2 separate regions of the Mus musculus genome follow, and region 1 is linked to region 2. A link is a contact called in public HiChIP or PLAC-seq data. All regions are on one chromosome and are shown on one strand. Each heading gives the region's core, a stretch centred on a gene start, on an enhancer-like site or on the middle of the called end of the contact. The rest is flanking DNA. Distances are from core to core; before and after follow the strand shown. Region 1 has its middle 57 kb from the start of Papolg. Region 2 holds the start of Pus10 (pseudouridylate synthase 10).

The links. HiChIP or PLAC-seq counts read pairs in DNA pulled down with a chosen protein or histone mark.
Region 1: an H3K4me3 HiChIP or PLAC-seq map of pro-B cells shows a contact between it and region 2, with 4 times the contacts expected there. The contact joins the enhancer-like site here to the promoter of Pus10 in region 2. A contact is called at or near these places in 16 of 39 promoter capture datasets (the 3T3-L1 cell line, 3T3-L1-derived adipocytes, the C10 cell line and 10 more), 10 of 15 datasets of contacts at CTCF or cohesin (CD8 T cells, the G1E-ER4 cell line, the NIH/3T3 cell line and 5 more), 259 of 484 Hi-C or Micro-C datasets (the 63-12 cell line, the AML12 cell line, the AtT-20 cell line and 127 more), 37 of 115 datasets of contacts at active chromatin or transcription factors (the 230-238 cell line, CD8 T cells, the HPC-7 cell line and 24 more) and 5 of 9 other capture datasets (adipose tissue, embryonic stem cells, liver and 2 more).

The regions. Positions count from the first base shown.
Region 1 is chr11:23,948,358-23,955,926 of GRCm38.p6, reverse strand. No RefSeq gene overlaps it. Among named protein-coding and RNA genes, the nearest start is that of Papolg, 57 kb to the right of the region's middle. Within about 2 kb of position 1,651, at least 20 of the 459 cell types and tissues checked have an H3K27ac peak or open chromatin away from gene starts, as enhancers often do. A contact at or near this core is called in the 63-12 cell line, the CH12 cell line, the MNK3 cell line and 6 more, where this site is marked.
Region 2 is chr11:23,661,028-23,667,876 of GRCm38.p6, reverse strand. Pus10 (pseudouridylate synthase 10) reads right to left here and starts at 1,885. Exons shown (of 18, transcript NM_028304.3): 1 at 1,424-1,885; 2 at 463-599. The coding sequence starts at 588. It overlaps Pex13 (peroxisomal biogenesis factor 13), which reads left to right and starts at 1,994. Exons shown (of 4, transcript NM_023651.5): 1 at 1,994-2,130. The coding sequence starts at 2,033.

The sequences.
Region 1 (7,569 bases), core at 402-2,901, 290 kb before region 2:
GTCTCTCTTTGTCTGTCTGTCTGTCTGTCTGTCTCCCCCCCCCTTAGAAGTGCAGTAACAGGCAGTTATGATGTGGGTGTTGGGAACTAACCTGGGCAAGATCAGCATGTGCAGGAACTGTTGGGCCACCTCTCCAGTCCACAGATGCCCTTCCTGTCATCTCCAGCAAGTAGGAGGGGCTACATCCCTGGCACAGAAGCCAACACACAGCACAGCATAGGGCTACCAGCTGGATGCATGCCATTGGCCAGGCATCAGGTTATGTTACATTTTTTGCTCTCACAAACCTAACAGTGCCGACTTCTGCTAGCATTTTCTGCCTTGCTTCTCACAGTGTTTCTTCTAGGTAAGGCACGGGTAGAAAAAAAGAAGCTGTTGTATTTGGAGGTGTGGCTAAATCAAGTATTTGCAGAAGATCCAGTTCAATTTCAGAATCATCTTCATTAGAGCGAAAACCATTTTCAGTTTCTCCTCGGAAAGATATCAGCCCCTTGATAAGACATTTGTTTCAAGAAGACAATGTCTTACATAAATAAAAACGTAGCATGAGCCTGCTATTTCTAACTTGAATATCCTGCATGGACCCGCTACACCAAATGCTGGCTGATCTGATGAGCTAACAGATTACATCAAATTTGGGTTTTGAAATATTTTTTTCCACTTGTTTAGAAGCAAAGTCCATCATTTCAACAGAGAAGTTCTTAAATACAATCTGTTGAGACAGGATGAAAATTGTTGTGAGCGAACTCCTATGGCTTTGTGTACCCCACACTGACAGTCCTGGTGGGGTCTAGCCCTCGTGTGACCTCAGCTCATGGCTTATGCCAACTGCTCAGTGTTTCCCAGTCATGACAGGTGCACCGTGTGGGCTCACAGAGCAGGCAAGCCGTCCTGCAGCACGCAGCCCTTTCTCCCGGTGGTCCCTAAACGGGACATTCCTCTGCTCCTCTGTACCATCTTCAGAGAAGCTCTCCTTGGCCACCTCAGTCTTTGCTCCCTGCTAGCAAGCTCAGCTTTCTCCCTAGGAATTGCTAACCAAAGCGTCCTTTTTCTTGTGTACTAATTATTGATGGGCCGACCTCTGTGATAGAATTTAAGCACAATAGAGCAGGACTTTAATCCATCTTGCCTGCCAGCTCTGTGTGCCTGGTTCAATGATCTCTCTGCCATCAACAACCGATCTACCAATGTAATTCATAAAGTAAGTTCTGAGATACCCAGATACCTCTCAGACCACAAACTAGACCTGGCTGCATATCAGAATCCAGGTTAGTCCCTCAAAGCTGCAAACTCTGTCTCTGAAAAATTGAATTCATTTCCGAAATATTTAGATTCTGGTTAATTCTACATAATGGCCACTAGAGGGGGCCATAGTCAAATATTAGAAAAATCTAAGTTCCGTTTTGTTTTGGTTTTTCCCTCAGAGCTAAAAATCTTCCCCAGTCCTCCTCTCTACCTTAACAGATTAAAGCAAACGTAATATACTGTGACAGGCGGCAGACTCTACTCCACAGCAAGGTACCACTGGCATTTAGAAAATTCTCTTGGTTGTCCCAGCTGTAGGTAGCCACCAAGAAATTGACACCACCTTGGCCACTCATCTGAGCCTGTTGTCTCTAATATTGTCTGAAATCTTCCAGCCAGCCTCAAACTGCACTCACCCTTGGCCACTGTGGCATACAGAAAGTCCCGTGTTCTCCCTTTGTTGACCCACTGTCTGGTTATTCTCACAGAAAGTGCACTCCCCACAATGCACTCTCCCTCCATCCCCAGAACCCTCTCCATCTGCCCTGCCATTGCTGGGAGAGATAAACACTCTCCTCTCTTCAGTGATGAGCCACACACAAACCTAATAGGAGAAGCAGATTGACACTCATCTAGTCACCTGCAACTGTCACAGCCCCAGTTAGCTCCTGTGCCATCATGAGTCCTACTGCTAAAAGCCGACTGGCGGCTTCTTGTTCCGCTGTTACACACCATCCTGCTCTGAGTGTCTCAACAACAGTGTAAAAACGGGTGCCACGGACCGGGCCTAATTAGCCCCCCTCAATCCGTGGGAATCAGGGGTTCCGACAGATGGGCACAGAGTCGGTGGGAATTGGGGTGACAAACAGACTCGACACAAGGAAGTGTGGATCTGATGTAATTTGTCAAATAGAGCATCAAACTTTTTATACAGAAGAAAATAGGGAAGTAAGGTGACAATGAGGTTACTGGATTCTTACATAAATCAGAGGAATGCAAACACGGAAGGACTAGCAGGAACCAACTGGGATAAAATTCAATGTTAACAACTGGGATCAAAAATAGCCCCACCTAAGGCCCACTTAATCTTAGAAGCCAGGGGCAAGGGCTTCGTGCCCTTGCCATAGTTCCTACTCTAGTCTATTGTATAGTCCACCTTCCCCCTAGGCCATTGTAAATACTTGTGTATGGGTGTAACTCAGCTATCTATAGTTCTAAGTAACTACTCTGGTTCCTCTTTAGGTCACAAACTTCCTTCTTCCTAGGTAATGGTAAATTTCTGTGTAGGGCAGTGACTTAGCTATCCATGCCCAGGGTTGGATCAAGGACTGCCTAGAATCTAACTTAGCTATATCTCAAAAAATCAATCCTTAGGAGCACTTGTAATAAAGCAATATTAAGGGAAAGCACACAGATCCATTTACCAACTAAAGCAAGGACATTGGAGCATTCGTTATACAGGATGCCACAATTCCAGGAGACTAAGTTTCCATGAACTTTCCACCTGAGGACAGCGCCCAGGTGTCCGGGGCCTGTCACACTTGTCACTACTGGAGTGGATGTAGCAGTTCCCCTGTTTTTTATGTTTTAGACGAAGTTCCAGAATGTCCCGCCTCGTGGTAGCTACAGATCTCAGAAGAACTCTAAAGATGAGTGGAAATACAATGATTACTAATAAAATAATGCCAATAATAATAGCAAACAAGATTATATATTGAACCTAATCCAAGGGATTCAATGCACTTAGGTTATTCTTTAAATTTCTGGCCAATTCATCAATGTTCCAAGTATCCAAATGGCTTCTGCTAATATCTGAATTTTCTGTTAACCTAGCCTTAATATTTGCTATATCCTGTCTCAATCTATTGCTAAAACTGCCTTTTGTAAAAAAGCATTAACCTTTGCCTCCAGTTTATCTATAACAAAATGAGAGGTATGTAGTTGCTGAACTAAAGCTGTGGTAGATACTGCAAAAAGAAGTTAAAATTACAATTAAAGCAGTAATTCCTAAAATCAGAGCTGTAACAAATCTCCTTTGGTCTAATAAGTTCATTTAACTTTTTCAAAGTTTGCAATCCTGAATTCTCAAACCAAGAATTATTTCCTAACTCTACAGGCAGCAAAACGTAAGCAGGTCTTTTTAACAACATCATAACAGCAGATTCCTTATCTAAATTAGGATCTACACAATTAGTTAATTGACAAGAATTACAATTAATATGAAAAGACTTGAAAAGATTGGTGATCTTAACTCTATCAAAATTACCCAACAATATAGCATATGGGTAAGGCACACAAGCCTTCACAGCTATAGGGGAGTTGGCCTAAATGGCCAAAAACAGTGTCTCTGACGAAAGCATCGTGTCCATTCTCTGTACCAGTCTCTCCGCCTCACGAGTCAGCTTCTTTAGTCCTCACCAGGTCGGCTCTCATTGCTGCAGTCTGTGGCAGGGATAGGGAGAGTCTCTTCATTTTGCTTGCAAGTGTCTGCTCTCCCTGCTTCCTTCTTCTCTGTACACCCAATACAGCTTTCCTGTCACCACTGTCAGGGCACTCAGGAACTCACAGGTCAGCCTGTCACAGGAATCATTCTGGAAGCTAGCATGCTTCTGCAGCATTCTGTGGAAAAAACAAAAACATTCCCCCTCTTCCCCATTTTAAGTACCTGAACAGGATCATGCCAATGTGCCAATAAGTGGATCCTTTCTCTTTACCTAGGCATATGTATGCCTGGTTGTAGAATACTATAAGGCACTCACTCAGCAGCAAGGTTTTGGGGACCCAAATTTAAGCATCATAATAGGATGTTAAACTTTACATGAGTCTACATTAATGTTCTCTTTGCCCAAATAAGCAGCTAATATTTGATTATCCTTGATTATAATTGATAACAATTGATCACAGCTTTCTCTACTTTCCACAAAGCTTTTTTGTTTCTCACCAGTTAATTTGAATCTCACTTGATAGCACCTAACAAAGGCTTAAGTTCTCCTGTGGTGAGTTTACGGTGTGGTTTTAGCCAATTAACATCTCCTGGAAGCTTTCAAAAATAATTTGTAATAAGCAAATCATCATTTTTTAAAAATTTTCTTGTACCACAATTTTTCTAAGATAACTAAAACCCCAAATATTAAAAAGATATTGTATCTGAATCTTTTTTGGAGCAACAATTACTCCCAAGACTTTAGAGCTCATTGTGTGAGAGCAAAGAATTGAAGTAAACTTCCTTTTAGAGGCAGTTGCTAATAAATTACTTTCCATTTAAGAAACAGTATACACTGAAAGATTCAAACTCTTAGCTTCTTTTTTTAAAGGATTTATTTATTATTTATTATATGTAAGTACACTGTAGCTGTCTTCAGACACACCAGAAGAGGGAATCAGATCTCGTTATGGATGGTTGTGAGCCACCATGTGGTTGCCTGAATTTGAACTCAGGACCTTCGGAAAAGCAGTCAGGTGCTCTTACCTGTTGAGCCATCTCACCAGCCCCTCTTAGCTTCTTGTATTGAAGCAAAGACAATAAAATTTTTTCTTACGTAATGCAAGGCTATTAGCCATACCTAAAAGCAAAATTTTCCAGTGATCATGAGCTCACTAGAAGCAAACCCTTTACAATTATCAGGATGCAAAGGAAAAAACAAACTTTCAAATCTACAATAATTTTATATGAAGTAGGCAAGCCATCTTGTAATGCCTTCATAAGTTCTACATCCTGGTTGACCTTTTATAAATCTTGAATTTAAACTTTATTATGAACAACACCTAGGTAAATCTGAAACAAATGTTTAGCTAAAAAGAAATCCCCCTGAAGGCAGGGAGGGGTGAGGTCCCAAGAACTTCCTTAGGCATGGTTTGCAATACACAAGAAACATTGCACAAGCTTCCCTGAGGCTGCTCTGAGCTTTGTATTAACTCAAATGTATATATTTTTTAATCTGAGCATCTTGGCCCTTCTGCAATGAGGGCAGATTCTAGGGGAACAATTTGACTGTCTGTCTATACCTCTAATTTTGGACAGTCTTTCTTAAGACGACTTATAGTTAAAACGTTCTTTATAACTTTAGTGCTGTGAAAAAAAATTGCTTGTACTGTAGTCTCCTGCTAGGCAGCAACCATAGCCAAACTGATTGTATGAGGGTCTAATTTCTGTACAAAGACAAACATATCTAGATAACTCTCTGCCTTTGCTTTGTATGGATGGATGGCCGAAGTGAGCTGTATTAGCGTTCTCATGAGATGATTACTCTGGTAATAATCTTAATTAACAATATATGGGTGAGTTAAAAATCTTAAACTTGCAATCAAACTGCAAGCTGCAGTCAATGGAACACTGGCAATTTTAACCATAATTTTTAAGTTTCTTCTGCAATGCTAGAATAATATCTACAGGTTTGGAAAAGCAAAACCCAATTTTAAAATAATTTATTATCTTTAAAATAAATATTAGAAACATCACTATCACGTTATGAAGTTTGGCTGCCAATTTATACCTATGAATAGATGGCAGTGCAAATTTTAATGCTTCATTAAAGAGACATTGTTTTGAATCTTATCTCTTCTAAGTCTACTTTCTAGGATAAGAACCACATTAAATATTATCTCAATTTAGAAGTATTCTTAGAGGCCTAGTTTTCTGGCCTAGTTTATGCCACGTGTTGGACTCCAATCCTGAGTTACCAATTTAAAGTTAACTTTCTTGTTACGAATGTTTCACCTTTTTAATCATACCCAATATCTTATAAGCTAATACTCTATGAAGAAGACATGCAGAGCATATTTGTTAAAAATGCTGTCCTTTTTCCACTGGTTGGTTTTAGCTCCTTTGTCAAATACCAAGTGACTATATGTATGTAGGTTCATTTCTGGGTCTTCAATTCTATTCTATTGATCTTCCTTTTGGTAGGATGGCCATTTTTACTATATTAATCCTGCCAATCCATGAGCATGGGAGATCTTTTCATCCTCTCAGATCTTCTTTGATTTCTTTCTTCAGAGACTTGAAGTTCTTGCCATACAGATCTTTCACTTGCTTGGTTAGAGTGACTCTGAGGTATGTAATATTATTTGTGACTATTGTAAAGGGTATTGTTTGCCTAATTTCTTTCTCAGCCTGTTTAACCTTTGAGTAGAGGAAGGATACTTATTTGCTTGAGTTAATTTTATTTCCAGCCATTTTGCTGAAGTTGTTTATCAGCTTCAGGAGCTCTCTAGTGGAATTTTTGAGGCCACTTAAGTATATAATCATATCATCTGCAAACAGTGATATTTTGACTTCTTCCTTTCTGCTTTGCATCCCTTTGACCTCCTTTTGTTTTCTAATTGCTCTAGCAAGAACTTTGAGTTGAATAGAAAGTGACAGAGTGGACAGCCTTGTCTAGTCCCCGATTTTAGTGGGATTGCTTCAAGTTTCTTTCCATTTAGTTTAATGTTGGCTACTGTTTTGCTGTATATTGCTTGTACTATGTTTAGGTATGGACCTTGAATTCCTGATCTTTCCAAAACTTTTAACATGAAGGGATGCTGAATTTTGTCAAATGCTTTTTCAGCATCTGTACTGGCTAGTTTTGTGTCAACTTGACACAGCTGGGGTTATCACAGAGAAAGGAGCTTCAGTTGAGGAAATGCCTCCATGAGATCCAACTCTAAGGCATTTTCTCAATTAGTGATCAAGGGGGAAAGGCCCCTTGTGGATGGGACCATCTCTGGGCTGTTAGTCTTGGGTTCTATAAGATAGCAGGCTGAGCAAGCCAGGTGAGGCAAGCCAGTAAAGAACATCCCTCCATGGCCTCTGCATCAGCTCATGCTTTCTGACCTGCTTGAGTTCCAGTCCTGCATCCTTTGGTGATCAACAGCGGTATGGAAATGTAAGCCGAATAAACCCTTTCCTCCCCAACTTGCTTCTTGGTCATGATGTTTGTGCAGGAATAGAAACCCTGACTAAGACAGTATCTAATGAAATGATCATGTGGTGTTTTTCTTTGAGTTTGTTTATGTAGTGGATTACGTTGGTGGATTTCCATATATTTAACCATCCATGCATCCCTGGGATGAAGCCTACTTGACTGTGGTGAATGATCATTTTGATGTGGTCTTGGATTTGGTTGGCAAAAATTTTGAGTATTTTTGCATCACTGTTCATAAGAGAATTTCTGATGTTTTTGAAGACTATCTATCTATGTAAAATATATTTGAACCATTAAATCTTAGCTACTCTTGGCCACTCATATTTAAGTAAATTGAAAATGCTTTATTATAATTAAAGTAGAATCTATCATAACCATAAGTTTACTATCTGGTCCTTAACTTACTATCTGGTACTTA
Region 2 (6,849 bases), core at 636-3,135:
CTTCCTTCTTTTTTTTGATATTTTTTTAATTAGGTATTTTCCTCGTTTACATTTCCCATGCTATCCCAAAAGTTCCCCCATACCCACCCCCCCAATCCCCTACCCACCCACTTCCCCTTTTTGGCCCTGGCGTTCCCCTGTACTGGGGCATATAAAGTTTGCAAGTCCAAAGGGCCTCTCTTTCCAGTGATGGCTGACTAGGCCATCTTTTGATACATAGGCAGCTAGAGACAAGAGCTCCGGGGTACTGGTTAGTTCATATTGTTGTTCCACATATAGGGTTGCAGTTCCCTTTAGCTCCTTGGGTACTTTCTCTAGCTCCTCCATTGGGGGCCGTGTGACCCATCCAATAGCTGATAATCTTCCTTTTTTAGTGGAATTATATGTTACTCACAGGACTCAAAGCTAGTGACATTCATTCCAAACTATAAAAAAACATTCTTTAATTTAAAAAGAATATACCTTGGATGGGTGTTTGTAAGGTGCGGGAAGATCCACACCACAGAATCTTAAGATGCATCTTGGACAGGTGCCAGAACTGAACAACAGCTGTGCCACGTGCTTGTTCTCCTCAGTCAGTGGAAGCATACTAGAAGAAACTAAAATGAGCACTTTCAGTATTCTACAGCTACGTGCTGTATTTATGTCCTTAAAAAGAAAAGCTTTCATTTGAAAAATTCTATTTTGTACCCTTCAAATACTGCTTGTCATATCTATATTCTAAAATATGAACTTGACTAAGTGAGTATGTGGATTACAGGGGAGAGGAACAAAGAAAGACAAGCTTGCTCTGGACATGACATTAAAAACTTTCCGATTCCGGGACTTGGGACCACTCAGGGTTGCCTGTGTAAACCTTTCAAGGAAGTACTTACAATATGGGAATATACTCTATTAAAGAAAAAAAAATCAAGAAACTCCATGTGGCCAAGTATTTATTTCAGTTTCATAATCCCGTCTATCAGTTCACTTAACCTATTAATTTAATGTTAAGTAAAGAGTCTATGAGGAGTTGGAAATAATTATGTAAAAATGCATCTTCTTGCCAGGTGTAAGCGCTCACGCTTATAATTTCAGTACACAAGAAACAAGAAGATCTCCATGAGTTCAAAGCTAACCTAGGCTAAATAGAGAATCAAAGCCAGCGGGGGAGAGGGGGGTAGCTGAAACAGTCTTGAGTTTCACACCATAAGATCTTTTTTAATGCATTTCCTCCTGCACAGGCATAGTTCGTCCTCTGGCATGGGAGTAGGGGAAAGGTAAGGGGAAAGCTCTGTTCTGGCCAAACAAGCCCTTAACTCTATGTGCTGAGGTTCTAGAAACTTACCACTCACTCCACCTGACTAACAAACAAAAGGGACTGCAGCTACGCCTCTTCGACACCCAGTCCCTAACCCCTCACCTCGTACTTCCTAGGCCTTACCTTCTCCCAAGATGCCGCAGCCGAGTCTTAACCCTTTTCGGCCCTGGGTGGGAACGGGGAAGAGTAAAGACAGCGCACCTACTGCGCTCAGCCGTTGTGTTCCCCAAGAAAACCAGAGCTTTACAACGAAAGTACCAGGCCCCTCACGAGAGGAATGCAGGAACCCCCTCGTCTTACACGGTGACCTGTAAGGCTGTCCGCCTGGCAGCCTGCACTCCCCCTAGCTCTACGAACGAAAGACTGCGAGGGGCTTTACTGCTAGCCTTAAAGGGTCGGCCGGCAAAGGAGCCTCCGACGGACTCGGCACCTAGGTCGTAGTAGCTGCTGCCAGAAACGTCGATGAGCCCCTACTCAAATTTGAAACCCAGACTAGGGAAAAGAAAGAGGGACGTCCCGCTCTCCCGACTCCCGACCCCCTCCCACACCCCAGCAAATTAGCTGTTCCCTTCCTCCTTCCTCCAGCTTCGCCTGACCACACGCCTTGGCCTGACGTCAGGCGTGGGCGGGGCGGAGGGCTCGGTGTTCTGCCTGTCGTGCCTGGCAAGCGAGGCGCTCCTTCACCCAGCCGTCGCAGTCGCTTCCCTGAGCCGGAGCGGAGCTGGCGGAGAGATGGCCTCCCAGCCGCCGCCGCCCCCCAAACCCTGGGAGTCTCGCAGAATTCCCGGGGCCGGCCCCGGGCCGGGCTCCGGCCCCGGCCCCACTTACCAGTGAGTGTGAGGTGTTTGGGCCGCGACTTTGGAGGCCAGAGCGGGGACTTGGCAGGAGGCGGTTGAAGCCGTTATTGGGGGGAGGCGTCGCTTCCCGCTGCCGGCCCGGGGCGAGTGCAGAGCGGGTCTGGAGTCTGCTGGCTGTACGACCGCCCGTTCTTCCCCCGGGCGCCCCGCCGGCCCCACGGATGCAGGAGCTAGAAAGAAAAGCGGCGCTTCCCTGCCTTTTCGCTTTTGCGGGACATGGGGGGGCGGGACAGCCTGACCCGCTTCAAAGCGACGAGCTTGGGTCTGCTGCCGAGCGCGACGTTGGCCCAGCCAGGACAAGGATAGAGAGCAAAAGTCATGGAAAAGCTTTACAGCCTCTCCAGAAGTTGGTTGAACGACCCAAAGGTCACGTTTACGCAACATGGAATCCAAGCTCTTACCCTTGGCTTTCTTTTCTAGCATAACTTAACGTTTAGGTTGAGGGTTGAAAGAATTCTAAGACAGGAATTCGAGGTCTGTGGGTAGCCTTTGTGTACAAAATTGTGTGTGTGACTGTCGTCTAAGGCCTATAAAGTTTTTATTTGCTTTGATTTAAATCAGTAACAAATGGGTCTGCAACTTTTAAAAATTTAAAACAGAATTAGAGTTTCAGGAACCTGTGTTTTCTTTGGATAAATAGATACCTTAATCCAGGCGACATGATTTCAGAGCAAGTTTGTACGTTTTCCTGGCGCGTAAAAATCTCTGTACGTTGGAGTACTTTTCTCTTATTGGAAAATCTGGTGCTCTTTTAAAAGTACTAAAACACTTGGGCACAGTAACTAATAGATACAATTAGAGTGATAAGCTGTATTTTTCGTGTTAAAGCAACACTTATTGGTGATACTTTCATTAGAATGTTTCTAAGTGTGTTCTTTGCTATCCCGTTAAACTTCTCTGAACATTACTTAGCCTTCTGGGTTTGTTGTTGTTTTGTTGTATGTGCCTTAAATTTTATGATTGTTTTCTGTACCTGTTTATATTTGTTTTACTAATGGTATGCAATTATGGGTTATTCCATTAATGTTGAACTTATCTTGCATTTTTAAATGAACCTACTTAGCTTCCTTTTTTTAATATACTGTCCTGGATTCTGTATTATTTTAAGATTTATGTTCCTATGTGATATTGGATTCCTTTTTTAAATTATACTTTTGTCTTTATATCAGTTTTTTAATGAGAAAATTTTGCACTGAAAATTTTTTTATTGAAAAGTTAACATTTTATTTCTTTAGGTAGATGATTTTTCTCTTTAAGATTTTATTGGGGCTGGCTGGAAAGATGACTCAGCAGTTAAGAGCACTGACTGCTCTTCCAGAGGTCTGGAGTTCAATTCCCAGCAACAGCATGGTGGCTCACAACCATGAGTTGTGATCCAAGAAGGCATGAGATCCAATGCCTTCTTCTGGTGTGTCTGAAGATAGCTATATATTGAAAATAAAATAAATAAACCAAAAAAAAGAAAAAAAAGATTTTATATAATACCTAGGTCCTCTGTGATATAACTATACACGTATAATCTGTATTTTTCCATCCATTTCAGTACCTACAGTATGCAGTACTCAAAGTATTTAAGAAATCACTTATTCATTTCTCTTTTTTTTTCTGTCTTTTATTCCTTTCTTTCTGTGTGTCTTTCTTTCTTTCTTCCTAGACAGATGTCTTGCCAGAGAGACAGGGTAGCCTTGAGCTCCCAGTGGTCTTTCTACCTAAACTTCCGCAGTGTTGGGACTTACAGGCAATCGCCTTCTGAATTTTTCTTAACTCACCAAAGTTTTTAACATAATTATACCTTTAAATATTGTTTGAACACTCATCTTCAAACCAGTGGTTCTCAATCTTCCTAATGCTACAACCCTTTAATACAGTTTTTCATGTTATGGTGACCTCAATCATAAAATTATTTTTGTTGCTACTTCATAAATATAATTTTGCTACTGTTAGGAATCATAATGTAAATATTTTTGGAGATAAAAGGTTGCCAAGAGGGTTATGACCACAGGCTAAGAACCTCTAAACATTGTATCTGGTACAAGAAGCATTATCTAATGTGCTTTGAACTGTAAAAATGCCTACTGTTGTTAGCAAGGAATCTAGAGATCATCTGTCTTAACATCAAGAGACCTAATTTTGTTCCTGGCTTTTTGCTTTTGGTAGCTTTTTGATAATTTCAGTCATTTCTTATTCTTGCCTAAAAATGTCCCCACCCTGAACCACTGCCAGCTGCTTTCACTATTTTTCTGATTGTTTGACGTAGGTTGGTTGGTTGGTTGTTTTTCAGCATTGAACTACTTTAGGCTTCTATATGCATTTTTATTCTGAGTAGGAGTTGTAGGAATACTTAGGTCTGACTTTGGTATCTTTCATGAATTTCAGAAATTTTTCAGCTTTTTTTTTTTTTGTCTTAAAATATTGCTTGTTTGTTGTCTCTTTATACTCCCCTCTTTTTAATTTTTGTCCTTTTTTTTTCTTTTTCCTTTTCTTTGTTTTTTTTCTTTTCCTTTTCCTTTTTCTTTTTCTTTTGTATCTTTGACACAGTCTAGCTAGATTGCCCAGGTTGACTTCGTACTCAAGATCCTCTTTTCTCAGCCTCCCAGGTTACAGGCATGAATGACAATACTACCTGGCTAAGGTGCAGGGCCGGGAGAGGGGGGCGGTTAGTACGCTCACAGATCTGTGTCTAGAGGCCAAAGGTCAACCTCAGGCGTCCTCCCCTGTCACTGTCTACCTTACACCTTAAATTTTGAGGTAGGGTCTCACTGAACCTGGGACTAGCCTAGACTGGACTGTTTGCAGGCGAGACCCTGGGAACCTCCTGTTTCCTCATCTCTGGAGTATAGAAACATGTCTCCATGAAAGTGCTGAGGATCCAAACTCAGTCCTTACACAACAAGGACTTCGCCTTCTCAGCCAACTCCTTAGCCCTAAGCCTTGATTTGTTTTTTTTAATATAACCTGTATCTAATTAAACCAGCCATTGAGTTCATAGATTGAAAGGTTTTTGTTTTCTTTGGAATTTCCTTTCAGTCTGATTTTATGTCTTCTATGACTTGCTGAGAAATCCTTGTCTTTACATTTAAAATCTGTTTCATTTTCTGGATTTCTCTGTAGCTATGGAGCTCTGTATTGTTAATGTTCTTTTAAAGAAACATATAGTGTTGTCATCATGGAGGCCCAGTTTCGTTGTAGAGAGCTGAACCTTATGTAGGTGATTAAGATGATTCGAAACCTGTGAGCTGTCTTCCTCTGGAGACTGACTTCTCACTGTCAGAGCAACGGCAATATAGGGTACTTTAATCCAGTCAAGGATTGGGCTTATTTGAAGCATATTTTTTTGTTTAGCCCAAAGCTGGTCTATTTCCTCTCAATCTGTTCTCCCTAATAGCATGTAGTCCTTTAAGATCCCAATCTGAACTTGCTCCAGGCATTGTGCTAAATGGCCTAAGCAGCTGTGCCTGCGACCATCTCTTCCTGGATCAGCTGCTGTCCCTAGACAACTCTGGATGTCTTCTTCTTTCATCACCTTGATTTTAAATTTTCTCAGTACCTTGTTCTCTAATGCTTTAAGCAAAATCTTTTTCTTTTGTGACCCAGCAGCAGCAGCAGCAGCAGCAGGTCTTCCAGTTAGTTATTTCTGATTGGAGAGTTCTTGTGTTTATGAAGTCCACCCTTAGCATGCAGTTCTTAGGTCTCCACTCTCCTCAGCATACAACTGTTTTTTTGTTTTTTGTTTTTCCCTAGTATTATACTTACAAGGCATTCCCTAATGCTGCGGCATCATGTCTGAGATTTCTAATACATTACTTCACATTACATGTTTTTATTTCATGTTTGATTTGCCTTTTTGAGACAAGGTCTTACTATGTATATGTAGCCTTGGTAGGCCTGGAACTTGGTATGTAGTCCTGGCTAGCCTCAAACTCACAGGGATGCACCAGTCTTTGCCTTATCCCCAAGTGTTAATATCAAAGGTATGCACCACCATGCCCAGCTCATTTGATTTTCTTAAAACTAGATAATATCACTGATGATTTTAAATATCTAGGAATCTTGGTATTAGGCTATTCATTTTTTCATTTTTTTTAGTACTGATTTTGTTAACCTGACATCCTAATTTTTCTTTAATACTTCATGTTCATGGCTTCTATAAAATTAGGAATTTTAGAATTTTACTTTTCTCTTTCTGCATAGTAGTCTCCTTGCTTCTATCTGTGTGCACCCATAGCACCCAATCCTGCATTTACATCTAACAAGAATCAGGTGTAAAAACAGTGGATTAAACCAAAAACATTACATATTAACTGTGGAAGTTAATTTGTTTTCTAGCTTGAAGTGTGTCAGTGGCCAATCCCTTTCTTAGGTCTGTAACTGTATTTTTAAATATAATATCTTGTGTTTATTCTTTGACATTTTCATTCATATAAACAATGCATCTTGATCATATTATACACCCCCCACTCCCCCACGCACCTCCAGCATGCCACCCCCCGCCCCATCTTTCCACATCTTTTTGTAGTGTACTGAGTACTACCTATTGGAATGTTGACTTACGATATTGTTGGCTTGATCTTGTACAAGTGTTTTGCATGTTACATAGCTGTAGTGAGCTCATGAGTTAGGATGGCCTTGTTCTGTCTAGAAGACAGTGTTCACAGCACTCCTCCCATCCTTTGGCTCTCATATTTTTTTCCA